Linked DNA regions of Mus musculus: region 2 is linked to region 1. The links are chromatin contacts, called in public Hi-C maps. All regions are on one chromosome and are shown on one strand. Each heading gives the region's core, a stretch centred on a gene start, on an enhancer-like site or on the middle of the called end of the contact. The rest is flanking DNA. Distances are from core to core; before and after follow the strand shown.

Region 1 (5,056 bases), core at 888-3,387:
CATGTTAGTTTTAAATGTTACTTTTTAAAGTGCAATCTATCCAGTGCATCTAACCATACCAACTCTTTAGAAAAACTAACATCAGAAAATTCTTTAACAAGAGCCCTTCCTCCTTTTTTCCTTTGGTCATGTGTTTGGCAACTCCTCTCTAGAAGACCACTGTTACTCTAAAAGCAATGCCAGAAGGAAGGGTCAGGGGTAGCACAGAAACATGGAATAGGACTACTGGGATTCAATGGGTCATTTGTGCAAGAGTTTCCAGAGACTCTTAGTTAAGATAGATGTTCATGGTTCATCACAGCAACCACTGGTATTCAACCATGAAGTATGTACAAGTATGCATGTTTCAGACCATCCTAGTAACAGAGCTGCCCATCTAATCCACAGATTAAAACCACTGAAACAACACCCCTTCTCACTCCTTTGCCCACGAAGATAGCTCAAGCAGAATTTCCAAAAATAAAAGTCTGCAACCAAGCAAGTAGCCTGTGCTGATCACTTTTTGAGATTAAACAGGACTGAGGAGAAAAAGGTTGTGGGAAAGAAACCAAATTCCAGCTCTCTGGCCATTTACTAAGGCTGTGACAAAAAAAACAAGCCACACGAAGTTGTATTGGACATAGGACCTTACCAAGTACACCCATGGCAGTTTACTCCCATTACTGTTTTTTGGCATATTGAAGGGAAAAAAAAATCAATAGATTAGAACTTAAAAGTAGTATCGTAAAAGGTATGCCCCAAAGCATCGACATGATTGGCATATAATGAGAAAACTTGGTCACTTCTTACTCATTTGTAAATTGGTTGCACAGGGTCCAAGAATGTCTGTGACCTGTGTTAGCACTGGATCAAACAATGAACACATGAGCATAAACATTCTTTACTTTCAAGGTTAACAACAACCTCCATCACGCACAATGTTTTAATGATTTGTGTTTAGCTGGTGGCTTTGGAAATGGTTCTTGAATTACTTTCATAAATGTTTTCTTTCCCTGTGGGTATTCTCATTGCTGTGACAAAATAGTTTACAAAGCAATTTTAAAAAGGGAATAGAGGAAGGGAGGGAGGAGGCAAGGTAGAAGGAAAGCAGAAACGAAGGAAGAAGGAAGGGGGAGAGCAGGGAAAAAGCAAGGGAGCTATGGAGGACAGCAGGCAAGCTAATTTTATTTGGGTTCTGAGTTTCAGAGGAAAACAGCTTAAAGAAAGTAGGGTTCATTTAGACTAGCTGCCTCTCACACCTCGGTCTGTAGTCTCCATTGCTTTGGACTTCAGCTGAGACAGTCCACAGGGCGGTAGAACACAGAGTGTTGCAAAGCAGCTTAGTAATGGCAGGCAGAAGAGGAAATGAAAGGAGGAAGGAGAGATAGACAGAAAGAAGACATTCAGTTCAAAGATATGGAATGGTTCAATGCTGAAAGTAGCATTCTCATGGTATAGAGCTGCCATCTAGGTGTAAAGTCAACACAGAAACCTGTGGGGATATCTTATCCTAGCCAGGACATATCTTGCATGAGTTACTTTCTTTACAGCTGTGACAAAATACCTTACAAGAGGAATTTAAGGAAAGAAGGGCTTCAGCATCATAATTTTGGAAGCATAGAGCTCCACATGTAATAGAAGACATAGTGCCATAAATGTAAGGCAGTGAATCATGTCACTTTTGTCTTCAGAGCAGAGAGCATGTTCTACTCAATTCTTCCTTTCAATTCAGTCCAAGACCCCAGTTTATTGGAAGATGCTGCCCACATTCAAAGTGAATCACGGAATACATCACAGAATAGACAAGAAGTCTGTGTTCTAAGTTTAGCCTGAATTCTACAAAGTTTGCTAGATTAACCACCATGCATCCTATCTGCCCCTTGACATATCTGATTGAGCTCATGGGCCCACTCTGTAAATGACCACCACTTATTCCTGGATAGGAAATACGTGTATTCAAAACTTCCAAAACACTTTTGACCAAAACACCTTCTTAGCATTTTCCTTGACTTTACGTTTCATAATCTCAGAGATTTCTGTATGAATTCTACTTTCTCAACCAAAAAAACCACTCTGATTCATTCTCATGTTACCAGACCATGAATGAGATCATTCTTTGCTTCTTATCTGTAATGAAATTCAAAAGCATTCTAAATTTCTAAATTTAGCCTTTTCCTTTCCCTCCCTGGCCTCAGAGAATTTTTCACTGCAAATGTCATGAAACAGCATTAGAATGGGAGAAAGATGTCAGTTAAGGCTTGCATCTGTCTATCATGAACACTGTAGTGATCTCACCAGAGAATCAACAACTGAATCAGTAAATGTCACAATTTGCTAATCTACATTAGCCAAATCACTGTCTTTGGAAAACATGGTTGTCATTTCTGCAATTATAATCCATGATGCTGGAATAAAATGAAATATCAAGGACACTGTTCCAACTTGTAAGTGTACAGAGAATTACACAGATACAATGCAGCCACACAGCCACACTAGCCCATATAACCTTAGAAGCAGAATGAAATTCATCAACTTCAATGACCCAAGGTCACAGAGTGAGGAAATAGTGTAACTAATTTCCGATCTTGAATCTGTCTGTCTCCAAAGTCACTGCTCTTGACCTCCTCCTGACACTGATTCTCATTATTTTTCTAGTTACTTATCTTCCTGTGAACTTGATGCTACTAGTCTGTTCCTGATTTAGGAAGCAGAAATTATTGAATCTAAACAGCTTCAAATGTTCTTTGTTGCTTTTATAAAGGAGGATTTGGTCGGTTGGGGAGATGGCTAAGTGTAGGAACACTGTGTAGATGGACAGATTGCTAAGGTTTGCTGTTTGACAGCCTGTCTCCAAGTCTAGAGAGACCCTGCCTCAAGGGAATAAAGTAAGCTGTGATAAAGAAGACATCAAGAATCTTCCTTTGATCATCCACTTCTGTATTTGCTAGGCCCCGGCACCGTCTCACAAGAGAGAGCTATATCTGGGTCCTTTCAGCAAAATTTTGCTAGTGTGTGCAATGGTGTCAGCATTTGGAAGCTGAGTATGGGATGGATCCCTGCATCACTAGATGGTCCATCTTTTTGTCACAGCTCCAAATTTTGTCTCTGTAACTCCTTCCATGGGTGTTTTGTTCCCATTTCTAGGAAGGGGTAAAGTGTCCATACTTTGGTCTTCCTTCTTCTTGAATTTCATGAGTTTAGCAAGTTGTATCTTATATCTTGGGTATCCTGAGTTTCTGGGCTAATATCCACTTATCAGTGAGTACATATTGTGTGAGTCCCTTTGTGATTGGGTTACCTCACTCAGGATGATGCCCTCCAGGTCCATCCATTTCACAGTCAGCTATTGGATGGGTCACATGGCCCCCAATGCAGGAGCTAGAGATATTACCCAAGGAGCTAAAGGGAACTGCAACCCTATAGGTGGAACAACAATATCATATTGTTATATTTTATATATATTTATATATATTATGTTATATATATTGTTATATTTGTTATAATATTATATTGTTATATTGTTACTAACCAGTACCCCGGAGCTCTTGTGTCTAGCTGCATATGCATCAAAACATGGCCTAGTCAGCCATCACTGCAAAGAGAGGCCCATTGGACTTGCCAACTTTAGATGCCCCAGTACAGGGGAACGCCAGGGCCAAAAAGGGGGAGTGGGTGGGTAGGGGATTGGGGGGGTGGATATGGGGGACCTTTGGGATAGCATTGAAAATGTAAACGAGGAAAATACCTAATAAAAAAATTTAAAAAAATGAATCTTCCTTTGGCATCTGTGTACACACATGTGCTTGCACACACACACACACATACATACACACATGCACAGACATGAGCATACATAACATAACACATATGTACCACAAACTATACAAACACATACAAACACACACACAAGCTTACATAACGTATATATGTACCATATACAAACTACACACACACACACACACACACACACACACACACACACACAGGAATCTAGAATTCCTTACAAGTAAGTGTTCCTTGCTATAATTAACAGACTAATGGAATAATTATATCACAAGTGTCACTAATAACCATCTTAACTATTGAAACTGTATGTTTTCAATATTCACTCACAGTACACACTTTAAGAGTTCTTTACTAAATGGCATCTTATTTATTTATTTATTATTTATTTATTTATTTATTTATACATTTAAGACCATGTTTGAAAAGCCTTCCCCTTTTCCATCCCTCATTCATTCAGGTGTTTTTCAGTGATACACATTTCAATTTATCTTTTAATATAAAACTAAAGATTCCCAAAAAAAGGACAGCAATGTCTGTGGATTTCTGAGTTTTCTGCCTGTGCCCAACTAAAGCTGGTTTTCGAAGATGGTGGCTTGGGAACTCTTCCACATGCCCCATGTAAAATAGGGAGATCATTTTATAATCATCTTTCAGATTCTTTAACTTAGTTTTCATGTATTTTTATTTTATTGAAATGAATTTGGGAACAGAAGGAAGTATATTCTGATCCTTTGAATAGGTGAGTTAGCACAAAAAAATTCATGGATTCTTTATGATTTGCAATTAAAATTTGATTTATATAAAATAGAATGTATTGCTAAAAGCTTTGAGATCAGTTATAATGAATTTTCCTGCAGATTCATCCTAGTTAAACCACCTCTTGCCAATGTCACCCCCCCTCATTTCCCTGAAGTCTACTGCTCATTAACAAGTTTATTAGATTTTGGATATTTGGAATGATGATCTTGAGACATCATAATACTAATAAAGACCAAGTAGCCTACAGTGGCCATATAATGATGTGAAAGAGGACACATTCTAGACTTTTCAATAACAAAGATAAAAGTAAAGAAGTATTAATGGAATTTACCCTTAAATAGCCAGGAACTCAGATAAATAGAACAACCCATTTACCAAGAAATCCAGCTAGTCGTATGTTCTAGAGCACTTCATACGTGAATTCAGAAGGTCAGGATGATCCTGCTGTCACTGAAGTTAATTTTAGGTTGATTCATGTATAAACAGGTATTCCAGGGAAACCAGGCCAGTGTTCCTGCAGGAAGCCAGCCTA
Region 2 (5,056 bases), core at 993-3,492, 380 kb after region 1:
GAAAAGAAAGTGCTACAGTAACATAGATTTATCTGTCTCTCGACCAGTTTAGTTGCTATCCAACCTAGTGTGAACAATGGAACAAATTCTTTAAACAAAATCAAGGTTACCACTAGTAAATTAATAATAGGAAACTGTCAACACAATTTTTCATTGATTATAGAAGTGGCTTTATAAGTCACGTTCATTTTACTTAAAACTGAAATCGGAATGATCTATAATATAACATTAGAAAGGAAAACAAAGGAGAGTCTAATTCCAAGTTCTAAGTATCACAGGGGAGGGGCCATGGTACCAATAAGATAACTGGCATTTCTAGCCTTCACAATGTTACCAGTGTTAGTAGCATGAATATTTTTACCACCAATAGGGTTTAATCAGATGGTTTGAGAGAGTTCTATTGAGACAGAGTGTCTCAATGTGTAGCCTAGACTAACCTCTAACTCATAGTGATCCTCCTGCCTCCATCTCATCCTGGGATTACAAGTATGAGCCACCAAGCCCAGTTCTTTTTTTTTTTTTTTTTAAATTAGGTATTTAGCTCATTTACATTTCCAATGCTATACCAAAAGTCCCCCATATCCACCCACCCCCACTCCCCTACCCACCCACTCCCCCTTTTTGGCCCTGGCATTCCCCTGTACTGGAGCATATAAAGTTTGCGTGTCCAATGGGCCTCTCTTTGCAGTGATGGCCGACTAGGCCATCTTTTGATACATATGCAGCTAGAGTCAAGAGCTCCAGGGTACTGGTTAGTTCATAATGTTGTTCCACCTATAGGGTTGCAGATCCCTTTAGCTCCTTGGGTACTTTCTCTAGCTCCTCCACTGGGAGCCCTGCCAAGCCCAGTTCTTACACCACTACTTTAAATCTTTCACTAGCTAATTCCCCATCAAGTAACAAAGAACATCAACTGTATTTACCTACTATGATCAAGTTCTGTGCTGTCAGAGTAGAGAGATAGAGTTAAGACGCGGCAATCCAAGATTCCAAACTGTAAGCGGGCCTGTTGACAAGGGAGGTAGACCACCTTACACAAGCACCAAGGAAGAATCCAGCCATGCTCAAGAAAAACAAAACATAAAGTAGTCAGAAAGCAAGGGCAAGAGGGTTCAGAATAAAGGCTTAGACACAATAGATATGCAACAAACACAATAGAAGAAAACTTTCTTGACATCTAAAAATGTTCTCTTTGTCAGGTCCATATTTTAAACTCAGAACATTTCCCTAGCATATACTTTACCGTGGCCTAAATTACCAAGCTACAGCTTTGAGTATTAAAGTGGAGCATCTCTAAAGCCATAGATGTGAGAATCAGAGTAGTAAATGAGAAACGGACACAAACAGACCGGTGATTTTAATCTTCGTGGAATTGGTGAGGTTGTGGTTTTTACAAATGAGAAGCGCACCGGAAGTTGGGTTGTGAATGAAACGCTCTAACAGGAACAACTTGACTTTGAAAAACCAATCTCTAAGGGTGAGACTAGACTGCTGACCCAGAGCAACAAGAGAAGTGACTGTAATTATGATATTAAACCAGGCCTTTTATGGCCGATAACTTAAAAGGAATCACAAATCTCTTAATTATATAATAAATGCATTTCTAAAAGCCTCCTAAGAGTTAGCAGTGGAGACCAATTAAAGCAATAATAGTTTACTCTCTGCTCATTAGGTTGCTATCAGCAAGCTTGGCAGCCAAACAAGGAAGCAACAACAGAGGAAAATGGACTTTTGTCCACATAGAGTATTAAAAGTCTGGGCATCTCTGCAGTCATGGAAAACTTTACAAATTATTACATGAGATGCCTGCAATTAGTGCATGCACTACGTGAACTATAGTGGAAAATGACATGGGGGGGAAAAGTCCGAAAGTCACATGTCTTTCAATGTCCTGAGTCACCATCACCACCACAATAATGTGAACTGGGCAATTGCTACACATCCCTTTTTAGGAGGAGGAACCAAACAGACAAGAGAAATGTTTGCACAATGAAAAGTCATTCCATGGTAACATAAGAATTGAGCTATTTTGGAACGAAAGAATTAAACACATCAGTGGAGTAAGTTCCTAAATGTTCTATTATTTGAGACCCACCAGAGGAGTGACTGCTTGCTAATTAAAACTATGTCCCTCACTAGTTGGATCCCTAGAATTCATACTGTCAACTATCCTTCAACTGTATAGCATGAGAAGGAGACTCAAGATCTCTGCAGAAATGAGGCTGGGATGAAGCAACAGGAAGAAGGAGCCTGGGTTGCAGGAAAGTACCTGCTCTTTAAAACAACACCAGCAGCAAGGAAGAAACAGAACACCTCCAGAAATAAACCTCTTGAATGTTGACCAAGAACTTGCCCAAACCGAAAGAGAGCTTGGAGTTTTCAATCATTTCATCTTACTGCACAGGCCCTTTGGGGGCTCCACTATTTTTATTTGCTGCTGATGGAGTCGCACCTTGTGTTTCTCCTACAAAGACTTTGTCTCTTTTTGGAAAATGGTTTTGCCATTGGGCTCCTTCCTAGATCAATACGTTCTAGTTGTCTGGATTAATGGCAATTGATTAAATGTGACAATTTTAGCTTCAGTAGATATTTAATGCCAAATCCAAAATATGTTTTTACCCATATCTGTAGAGTTAAGTCGGTTACAGTGTTTATAGGAACCATGTGCATATACAATAGAAAGTTTTATATGTATAAAATTTTCAGTGTGTGTGTGTGTGTGTGTGTGTGTTATACATTGCTCAAGCATTTGTCCTAAACGGGAGTTCTCTATTTTCTATTCTTTTATCTTACCCCCTAAGTTGTTAGCCTCTCTTATGTGTTTGTATTCCTCTTATATATTTAAATATATCATTTTTTAACTCTCTTACTATTCTATCTCATTTCTCTTTTTTATTCTTCCCCATACACCACTCAGGATTATCAACAAGGATATACATACACACAATTACATACATACATACATACATATTTAATCTTTAACGTATTTTATTTGCTTCAGATGTTTCAACTGGTATCAATAACCAACAAGAGAAATAACCTTTGTAAGTACAGCCATCAGTGGAGAGCGGAGCCTTATAGAAAACAAATCTTTAAATGTTTCTCCTTGAGTGTGTCTCTCTATTTCTGCATTCCCCGTGTTGTTATTCGTATTGATGGTGATTGTGCCTTCATTTGTTTGAAGGCAGTGCCTCAGTCTGGAACTCAGTCTGTCTTAGAACTGATGAAGTAACCCAAGCTGGCCTCAATGCCCATGCCCTGCTGCCCCAGCCTCCTGAGGAATGGGACTGTAGGGCTAAGCATCACAACTGCCTTGAAAGTCTAAGATTCTTCCCGTCACATTAGGACACTGCCTTCAGCCTCTCTCTCCAACTCCATTCCTTTAATCGGCTTTTGGTAGATCCTGTGCTCAAGGCTGTGATGTGTGGAAAAGCTAGTATCTCCTCAGCTTTCTTAGGTTTTTTTGGCATATGCTGTTCCTTCTACATGAAACCTCTCTCCTTTTACCCCTCATGCCCAAGCTGATTGTTCAGAATCCAAGCTTCAAAATGGGCATCATCTCCTCTCTTAGGCTCCCACGCACACGTCAATACCTGGCACTTACCACACTAAACTAGAATTGCTATTCTTTGTTCTTCCTACCAGATGAGGATCGTTGTGTCTGTCATGCCTACCATATTATTATGGTGCTCAGAATGTAGCTAGTTACTTACTGTTGAATAAACAAGAAAGATTGCTCCTATCAAGCAAATAATTATCTATGGGCAGATACACTATCCTTTTCCAGTTAATAACCTTAGACTTGAAGACAACTTATGATGCCTCCTTTTCTATGCTCAGTAATTACACTAACGCAACATCCTGATCACCTTTGCCTTGGTGACTTAAAGATCCTTTGACTGAGATGTCCTCTAAATTCACCATGCTTTCTCTCCTTAGCATACTATCTAAATTTTATCCAGTCCATTTCCTGACAGCAATAGTAGACTTCATTTCTCACTTTAAAATCCCATTTCCTGTCTGTTACCTCCTTTTATCGAGTCCTACCATTTTTGCCTTAGGGCCTTCTTCCAAGCTATACAGCCTGCATTTGAGGATAAAACCCACCAATCAGTGGCTGAAGCTGGGTGTGGGGACAAAGACAAGAGCTCACTCTAGAATCCTATCAAGGAAAAGTCTGGCTTGTATCAGCTAGAGAAGATATTTGTACAAGTTCATGGTTTGTTTGTTTGTTTGTTTGTTTGTTTGTTTTTTCTCAAACTGTTAAATCTTACAGGAACAAACCTACCTTGATAAAGAATACTCATATACATTGTTTTTATTTCAATAGCTTTTAAAGAGCAGTCTTAAAGAAACTATGATTCCTACTTTGAATTATTTAGAAAGGTATTTTAGAGCCTCTAGACTGTTGTATTCCCTGACAACATTATGACATTCTCCTACACTGAAGAAGTCTTGAGTTTCCATCTATAAAGTAATCTTCGAGTACACATGGACACACACACACACACACAAATTTTTTTTAAAAAATGGACAACAGATGAGATACCTTTGTTAAAGTTTGTTAAAGTTTTCAATCCGATTCTTTCTCCCCTCTAGTTCATATACGGTTGTGAGCCTGCAAATGCATCCTATTCTCCTCTGTAGACGTCACTGCTTCCTACATGGAAGAGCACAGGCCAACACAGGTTGGCTAACTTTCTTGTCTAGATGAAGGGTCTTATTGTACACAATGACTTTTACCTGTAGCAAGTTTCAAGGATGCCGCGCTGTTCCAAAGCTGCTATCTCACTTCACTGTGTCACGGAAAGAAATGGAAGCTAAGTGTTACTTCTCCTGTTTTAGAGAGAAATGAGTAGAACTATAAAGAGTTCGCCACTTTTCTCCACGTCTTCTTGAGTATCCACTACATTAGGATGCGTGAAATATTAGCTATCTTCCACAGCCTCCAAAATGTCTTGTTGGTAAATGTCTCCATGTCTTCCCTTACTACTATGTACAACAACTTAAATAAATCAAACAACTTGATAGTTGTCAGAACTGACTTATGATGTAA

The links. Hi-C and Micro-C count contacts between places; a contact is called where the count stands out from the background.
Region 2: a Hi-C map of bone marrow-derived macrophages shows a contact between it and region 1, with 16 read pairs. The contact joins two enhancer-like sites. A contact is called at or near these places in 11 of 39 promoter capture datasets (the 3T3-L1 cell line, 3T3-L1-derived adipocytes, HPC-7-derived erythroid cells and 7 more), 6 of 484 Hi-C or Micro-C datasets (the Patski cell line, bone marrow-derived macrophages, brain and 3 more) and 1 of 115 datasets of contacts at active chromatin or transcription factors (fetal liver).

What each region holds. Positions count from the first base shown.
Region 1 is chr10:98,516,489-98,521,544 of GRCm38.p6, forward strand. No RefSeq gene overlaps it. Among named protein-coding and RNA genes, the nearest start is that of Gm34297, 18 kb to the right of the region's middle. Within about 2 kb of position 2,138, at least 13 of the 459 cell types and tissues checked have an H3K27ac peak or open chromatin away from gene starts, as enhancers often do. A contact at or near this core is called in bone marrow-derived macrophages, where this site is marked.
Region 2 is chr10:98,896,304-98,901,359 of GRCm38.p6, forward strand. No RefSeq gene overlaps it. Among named protein-coding and RNA genes, the nearest start is that of Gm34346, 16 kb to the left of the region's middle. Within about 2 kb of position 2,243, at least 62 of the 459 cell types and tissues checked have an H3K27ac peak or open chromatin away from gene starts, as enhancers often do. A contact at or near this core is called in bone marrow-derived macrophages, where this site is marked.